Regions from separate parts of the Macaca mulatta genome. Here region 1 is linked to region 2. Evidence: chromatin contacts called from public Hi-C data. All regions are on one chromosome and are shown on one strand. Each heading gives the region's core, a stretch centred on a gene start, on an enhancer-like site or on the middle of the called end of the contact. The rest is flanking DNA. Distances are from core to core; before and after follow the strand shown. Region 1 overlaps SCARB1 (scavenger receptor class B member 1). Region 2 has its middle 70 kb from the start of ZNF664.

Region 1 (4,328 bases), core at 772-3,271, 740 kb after region 2:
ATACAAAGTGTCCCAGGAGTCCTGAGATAGGGAAATAGAGCAAGCAGGAGTGATGGGGGAGGGGTGCCTCCTGGAGGAGGGGGTATGGCTGGAATTGCACCTTCGATGATGGCGAAGACTAAGCGAGGCAGAGAAGGGGGGAAAGGCTATGCAGGGGCGACACAGGCCGAGCAGGACGAAGGGCGCATGGGAGACAATCATGGGATGGTGCCGAGATCGCAGGTAGCAGGCCGCTTTGAGGTGCAGGGAGGAACATCCTTAGTAGTTAGGTATTTATTTTAATGGAGATGGGAAAAATATTACTTGCCCAAAGAACCCATAATTTCACAGATACAACTGCCTTCCTTTTAAAATAAAATTCTTTAAGAAAAAAAGTAAGCCAAATTCAAGCAACATAGTAAGTAGTAGAGTCCCGTCACTGGCGGGGGCTGGGGCCTACAGTGAGAGCATGAAAAGAAAGTCTCGAAGAGTCAAAGATGCTCAGAGTCAGAGACACTGAAGCTGGACCGGGTGTCCCGAAGCACAGCCCTCCAGCTGTGGGGCAGGCGGTGCTTCCCTTCCCTGAGCCCTGGCTAAGGTCGTTGGCTGGGCTTAAGACCAAGGATGTGTCCAAACATACACCCTACAAAAAAAATCAAACCTCACTCAGAAGCAAGGTGTTCGCCCAGTGAGACACACAGGAGGCTAAGTCCCTCAGGAACACACACACACAAGAATGACTTAAGGGCCAGGGCAGTGGCTCATGCCTGTTATCCCAGCACTTTGGGAGGCCGAGGTGGATGGATCGCTTGAGCCTGGGAGTTGGAGATCAGCCTGGGCAACATGGCAAAACCCTATCTCTACAAAAAAAAATACAAAACATTAGCCGGGTGTAGTGGCACAGGCCTATAATCCCAGTTACTTGGGAGGCTGAGGTGAGAGGATCGCCTGAGCCTGGGAGGTCGAGGCTGCAGTGAGCAGTGATTGCACCAGCCTAGGTGACAAAGTGAGACCCTGTCTCAAAAAAAAAAAAAAAAAAAAACAGAATGCCTTCTGGGGACTGTCTTTTTTTCTGTTTTATGAGCTTATGAGCAGGTAGACCTGAATGCAAGGGTTAAAAGTGTCTGTGATGTGTCGCATGTGCAGGTTAAGTCAAAATCCTCATCGTGGTTATCAAATAACCAAAGCTGGTCTCAGCTTCCCAGAGGATCAGACGCAGGGAGTTTGAAGGGACCGTCCTCGGGGCCTGGACTCTCTCCTGATCTTGTCACTTGCTTGCCAGTCCCCCAGGCAGCTCACAAGACCCCCAACCCCTCCACTCTACAGCCAACAGGCAAAGCCTGCCTGACCCCCCAGCCCCAGTCAGAGGGAACTTCCCGGACACGGGTTTCGAGAACCCGTCTAAAGATTGGGTAAGAAACGCTTTTGCAAGCCGGTGGTTTCCACTTTGCTGCTTTCTACAAATCTGAAGAAAGGTCAAATGGACCTGTCAGCTGGGAGATCAGCGAAAATCGCTTCCAATGACAGATGGCTGCGTGACATTCGCATACTAACCAGGAGTATAAGAATTCCACTCCCGGCGACTTCCTTATGAAAACAAGGCTTCTCTGCACTTGCAGCGACGAAGAATTGATGGTAAAAATTGGTTTCATTCTAGCAATACGTGACAGTCATTCACAGATACATGAATTAATCGGGGGTGGAGAGGAAGTCCCACTCATCTCAGGACAAGAAGTATTTCTAAGCAAATAAAAGCCACAGTGAGAAACCACTATGAAGGGCTGAAGGTTTTTAAAATTGAAAATACCAAGATGCTGGTGAGGATGCAGAGCTGCTGGGAAAGCAGGCTGGTACAGCGACTGTGAAACTGGCAGTCCCCCAAAAGTGAAATGCAGAGCTCCGGTTTGACTCAGCAGCCCCACTCCAAGGTGTACACCCGAGGGACATGAACGTATGCCTTCACACACAGATCTGTACATGAACGTTCACAGCAGCTTTGTTCATAGTGGCTGATATGGTCTGGCTGTGTCCCCGCCCAAATCTCATCTCGAATTGTAGTTCCCATAATTCCCATGTTGTGGGAGGGATCCAGTGGGAGATAATTGAATCGTAGGGGCCGTTTCCCCCATACTGTTCTCCTGGTAGTGAGTAAGTCTCACAAGATCTAATGGTCTGATCGGGGGTTTCCCCTTTCACTTGGCTGTCACTCCCTCTTGTCTGGTCCCATGTAAGACATGACTTTGCTTCTCCTTTGCCTTCCACCATGATTGTGAGGCCTCCCCAGCCATGTGAACTGTGAGTTCATTAAACCTTTTTTCTTTAAAAGTTACCCAGTCGGCCAGGCGCGGTGGCTCAAGCCTGTAATCCCAGCACTTTGGGAGGCCGAGGCGGGCGGATCACAAGGTCAGGAGATCGAGACCACAGTGAAACCCCGTCTCTACTAAAAATACAAAAAAAATAAGCCGGGCGCGGTGGCGGGCGCCTGTAGTCCCAGCTACTCAGGAGGCTGAGGCAGGAGAATGGCGGGAACCCGGGAGGCGGAGCTTGCAGTGAGCCGAGATCGCGCCACTGCACTCCAGCCTGGGCAACAGCGTGAGACTTCGTCTCAAAAAAAAAAAAATAAATAAATAAAAATAAAAAATAAAAGTTACCCAGTCTTGGGTATGACTTTATCAGCGGCGTGAAAACCGACTACTACAATTGCCGAAGGCTGGAACCACTCTACATGTCCCTCAATAAGTGAACGGCTGAAAATCATTGGTGTGTGCACCCCATGCAGTTCTGCTCAGCAGCGAAAGGAAATGAACTATTGCTACACACGACAACACGCATGCATCTAGAGACAGTGCTGAGTGAAAGAAGCCAGGCTCAGAGGGTTACAGGTTGTAGATGCCATTTAGAACATTCTGGAAAGGTAAAAATAGCTAGTGGCCAAGGGCTAAACATGGGGGCAAGGGACTTCCCTACAAAGTGGGAGGAAGGCAGCACAGGACACAGGCTGGGTGCAGTGGCTCACGCCTGTAATCCCAGCACTTTGGTAGGTTGAGGTGGGAGTAATGCTTGAAGCCAAAAGTTCAAGACCAGCCTGGGCGACACAGCCAGACCCCCATCTCTACAAAAAAAAATTAGCCAGGTGTGGTGGCACACATCTGTGGTCCCAGCTACTTGGAAGGCTAAGTCAGGAGGCTCTCTTGAGCCTGGGAGGTGCAATGAGTAGGCTGCAGTGAGTCAAGATTGAACCACTGCACTCCAGCCTGGGCAAGAGAGCGAAACCCTGTTTCAAAAAAAAAAAAAAATTATGGGAGCCCACTGTAAAACAAATAAACAAACAAAAAAGAGAAGGCACGAGGAAATCTTGGGGAATAATGAAATTGTTCTGTGTCTTGATTGTAGGGGTAATGACTCAATTCTATCCACGTGTCAAAATTCATGGAATTGTACACACACACAACTCTAATCTGTAAATGAAAAATATATATAAAATGCATACCAAAAGGACATGCATTCCTATAAAATTTTGCTTCGTTGATATGTAACATAAAACATAGTGATATAGTTTTGACCAATCGTGTCCTGAGAGTTGAAAGGCAATCCAGATGGTATAGGCTAAATGTTGTGTTGACCCAGAATTCCTATGTTGAAGCCCTGACCCCCAGTGTGGCTGTGTCTGGAGATGGGGCCTCTAAGAAAATAATTAAATGAGGCCCTGATCCGATAGCATCAGTGTCCTTATAAAAGACACCACAGAGCTCTTGCTGTCCCTCTCTCTTCCCCGCTCCACACCGAGGAAAGGCCGTGTGAGGACACAGAAGGCGGCCGTCTGCAAGCCAGGAAGAGACGCCTCACCAGAACCCAACCCTGCTGGTACCCTGGTCTCAGCCTTCCAGCCTCCAGAGCTGTGAGAAATATAAATGGTTTAAGCAACCTACTGATGGTACTTTTTCTTTTGGAGACAGTGTCTTGCTCTGTCTCGCAGGCTGGAGTGCACTGGCATAATCACAGCTCACTGCAGCCTCAACCTCTTGGCTTCTAGCAATCCTCCTACCTCAGCCTCCTGAGTAGTTGGGACCACAGGCGCCCACCACCATGCCTGGCTAATTTTTGTATGTTTTTGTAGAGATGAAGGTCTCACCATTTCACCCAGACTAGTCTTGAACTCCTGGCCTCAAGCAATCCTCCAGTCTTGGCCTCCCACAGGGCTGGGATTACAGGTGTGTGCCACCATTCCCGGCCTTGACGGTATTTTGTTATGGCAGTCCCAGACCTAAAAGAATTTACTCTTGATGGTCACAAGAAAAAAAAAAAAAGCATCAAATATACATATCATTTAGATAACACTTTAGGAGGGA
Region 2 (3,837 bases), core at 828-3,327:
GATGGAGCTGCTGGGGATGACAGCACTGCACCAGAAGCAGAGGCCCCCGACTTCCCAAAGGGAAGACAAAGGAACAGCTTTTCTGTGTTCCTTCATATTTGTGTTGTAGGTACCTCAGCTCCTTAATGAAACTTAAATATTAGGAGAAGAGCAAAATTAACTCAACAAATATTTAAAGCCAGGCCCTGCTGTGAGAAGAGAAATGAACTTTTCTTTGGAGACAAAAATCTCTGCTGTCGCAGGGTCTGTCCTCTGGCAATGATGAGCTTGGTACTGGATGTAACATCATAAAATTATCATGACCGCTGCTCTGGGGGAAGCTGCTGTCAAATGATTCAACTCTCCTCCCAAGCTTTAGATCTCTGTAGTTCCTTTCAGTCTCCTCTCCTTAGCTTCACACCCTATATTCTCAGAGCAGGGGACGCAGCACCTCAGAAAGCCACGTGGGTGCTCTCTGGGTCATGATGGCGTTAGCACCGTTAGAGAGAGACTTGGGTAACATTGGGGTGTCCAAGGTGCTGTGCTTCTGTTCATAATCCCTGGGACTCAATGGTTGTGTCTGGGCTTGAACTTGAAGCCCAGACCCTATGCAACCCTTCATGTGTCCTCCTGAAGAGGGTTGAGCTTTGGGGATTTTCAACATGCAGACAAAGGAAACGATTGCAGATCAATATTGCAGATGCTGTGGCAAAGTATCCATTTCTCCCCTTTCAACATCCAAAGGTCTTGCCTCCTGGCGGCTGCTTTCCTGTAGAGTTGAGGGAAGGACAAGAAGAGCTGTGTGCTGTGACAGTTGCTATGTGTCTGGGAGTTTCTGTGGTCAAAACTGGAGTTATGTGGTTTAAATGCTGGATCTAAGACTTTAGCCAGGGGATGAAAAGGCCGGGGGAGTGCCCTGAATTGCAGGATTGCTTTCTGACCCTGCAGCCCATGAGGCCCAAGGAATAATCAGCTGCTGCTGGACAAAGGGGAGCCAGCACCTCTTCAGGCAAGCGGGGAGTGGTCCATGAAGAAGCTGCATGTGGCCGGGCGCAGTGGCTCACTCCTGTAATCTCAGCACTTTGGGAGGCCGAGGTGGGCAGATCACTTGAGGTCAGGAGTTCTAGACCAGCCTGGCCAATGGGGTGAAACCCCGTCTTTACTAAAACTACAAAAATTAGCCGGCCGTGATGGCGCACACCTGTAATCCCAGCTACTCGAGAGGCTGAGGCAGGAAAATCACTTGAACCCGGGAAGTGGAGGTTGCAGTGAACTGAGATCGCGCCACTGTACTCCAGCCTGGGTGGCAGAGGGAGACTCCGTCTCAAAAAAAAAAAGAAAAAAAAAAAAAAAAAAGAAGCTGCATGCACAGGAGTGTTCATTCTCAGAACAGAGTCTGTAGAGTCGGGTGACAGCAGTGCAGTCAGAGAGGCGAGCAGAGGGAGAACATGAGAGTGCCTATTTGTGTGTTTCATGTCACATCATTGTGAAATTTTAATTTTTGGATCTATTTTTAGGGCATGTGACATATAATACAGCAGCCCATGTGACACACACACACACACACATGCAGCAACTATAGAGGTGCACTGCTCGGATCTCCCTTTAAGAAGGAGCTTGCTGGCCGGGCGCGGTGGCTCAAGCCTATAATCCCAGCACTTTGGGAGGCCGAGACGGGCGGATCACGAGGTCAGGAGATCGAGACCATCCTGGCTAACATGGTGAAACCCCATCTCTACTAAAAAAAAAAAAACAAAAAACTAGCTGGGCGAGGTGGCAGGCGCCTGTAGTCCCAGCTACTCGGGAGGCTGAGGCAGGAGAATGGTGTAAACCCAGGAGGCGGAGCTTGCAGTGAGCTGAGATCCAGCCACTACGCTCCAGCCTGGGCGACAGAGCGAGACTCCGTCTCAAAAAAAAAAAAAAAAAAAAAGAAGGAGCTTGCTTAGGCAGGGAGTGAGGTTACCTGGCAGCCTCCGGTCATTCAGTGTGCCTCAGGTTCCCCCTCAGCTTCTGAGCAGAGGCAGCCCCGCCCACACGAAGCACGGCAGGTGTCCTTGGGCCTGGCCATTTCTGCTCAGTGGGGGACTCCTCCAGTGGGCCGTCTTTGCTCTGGAGCCTGGTGGTGCTGGCAGTGGCTGTCAGATCTGCATGGCGATGGAGGCTCGCCCTGCCCACTCCTGTGCCTCTCTCTTCTATCTTTTATAGGAGTCACCTGCAATTAACCTCAGCTTCCTAACTGCATCTCAGTGTCTGCTTCCTGCAGGACTCAACTATCACTGTGCTCATTTTTTTTCCTGGTAGGGATGCACGATTAAAAATATTTGAAGATCCTGTTGCAGAGGGTACCGTGGGATGGTTTGAGAGGGAAGGGAGACTGCTGAGGAGAATTCCTGGCTCCTGCGGCCTCGTTGATCTTCTATTATGTACCCATGTAGTGAGGGAGGGACGCATTCACTCCTGCTTTCTAGGTGGAAAAACTGGGAGCCCACAGATTCTGCTAACTTGGCATGTTATAGGCTGGGAGGCAGTGAGTGTGCCTTGGGATTCAGGCTTGAAGAGTTTAGTGAACATAAGACTAGGCTAATCTGTTTCCAAAATGGAAATGATGATGATGATATTTTGTAGACCAGGGTCCTAAAAGGAGGTCAGCAGGCAGAGGAAAAGGCCTCTCTTTGTTTTTTCATTTCCTACTGGCAATAGCTCTTTGCATGAGTGGCTGGGCTGGGGTTGGGGGCGGCAGTGCCACTGCACAAACCCAGTCTGTTCTGTTTGCAAACGTGTCAGGGGCTGAGCAGAGAAGGACACTATTTCACAAAGCTTTCCTGTGGGGCAGAGAGAAAAGCTGCCTGGAGAGAAGCTCTTTGAAATAAGTGTCCTCCCCAGCTCAGCCCCTGAATTTCTTTTCCTTTACATAAAATCTCTGCTCTTCAGTCTCCTTTAAAGAAGTTCATATGAGGCCAGTTAAAGTGTCAATAGGGCCAGGCTTCTCTTCTCTCTAGCACTTCCCCAGGCCTGGCAATACAGACCCTTTATGTGATTTCAAAACCTTCTGTGCTTTCAGAGCCCTTGACCTCATCTGTCTCATCTCTGACAGTGACAAACCTCCTTCTCTGAAGAACCAGATGTCAGTGGAGCACCACTCCATGACCCCAGGACTCTGCTCTGTGTGGGTCTTCCCAGAAAACCATGTGAGCACTAATCCCTGATATCAGTCTGAGGCCCAAACACACTCCCCCGTCCAAGTTACCTTCCCAGCAACCATCCTCCTGTCTTCCTTGATGATACAGAAGCCAGATTTTGTTTGGGTGTCTGCATGTCCAGCCCTAGGATGAATCATGTTTAAATCAGCAAAGCCATTCTGTTCCCTTTGATAGTGACTGGTCTTTGGGATGGGCCTGTGATTCAGGTTTCACCTATGAGACATGAGGACAAGTCTCATGAGAGCTTCTGGGAAAGATTTTCCTTCAGGACAGAAGGGGAGAAGAGCTCAATTTCTGTGAATTCAGCTACCGCTCAAGTTCTAATGAATTCCCAAACTAGGTCAAGCCATATGAAATTGCTAATATTTGACTGTTTTTGACCTACAAAAATATGACAATTTCATATAGTCCACCCTACTACATGTCTTTCCCAGGGGAAATAGAATAAAGAGAGAAAAGCAATTAAAGACAATGTAAGAACAGTGGAGGGTCAAATGTAAGGACAAGTAGTGACCTAGAAGTAGAGAAATCAACAAATGGAACCAAAAAGGTATTCAGAGTTGGAAGAAATTTTCCTGGAAATGAAGGAAGTACTGTGTTTCAGCTTAAGAGAGCATACTATGTTGCTGGAAGTATTTAGAAAATTTGATGGACACTA

What was found. A called contact is a pair of places that touch in the nucleus more often than the background predicts.
Region 1: a contact with region 2 is called in a Hi-C map of fetal cortical plate, with 5 times the contacts expected there. The contact joins two enhancer-like sites. A contact is called at or near these places in 7 of 14 Hi-C or Micro-C datasets (CD4 T cells, blood, fetal cortex germinal zone and 4 more).

What each region holds. Positions count from the first base shown.
Region 1 is chr11:132,218,555-132,222,882 of T2T-MMU8v2.0, forward strand. It overlaps SCARB1 (scavenger receptor class B member 1), which reads right to left. Exons shown (of 15, transcript XM_077955825.1): 15 at 4,303-4,328. Among named protein-coding and RNA genes, the nearest start is that of SCARB1, 94 kb to the right of the region's middle. Within about 2 kb of position 2,022, at least 15 of the 40 cell types and tissues checked have an H3K27ac peak or open chromatin away from gene starts, as enhancers often do.
Region 2 is chr11:131,479,149-131,482,985 of T2T-MMU8v2.0, forward strand. No RefSeq gene overlaps it. Among named protein-coding and RNA genes, the nearest start is that of ZNF664, 70 kb to the left of the region's middle. Within about 2 kb of position 2,078, at least 3 of the 40 cell types and tissues checked have an H3K27ac peak or open chromatin away from gene starts, as enhancers often do.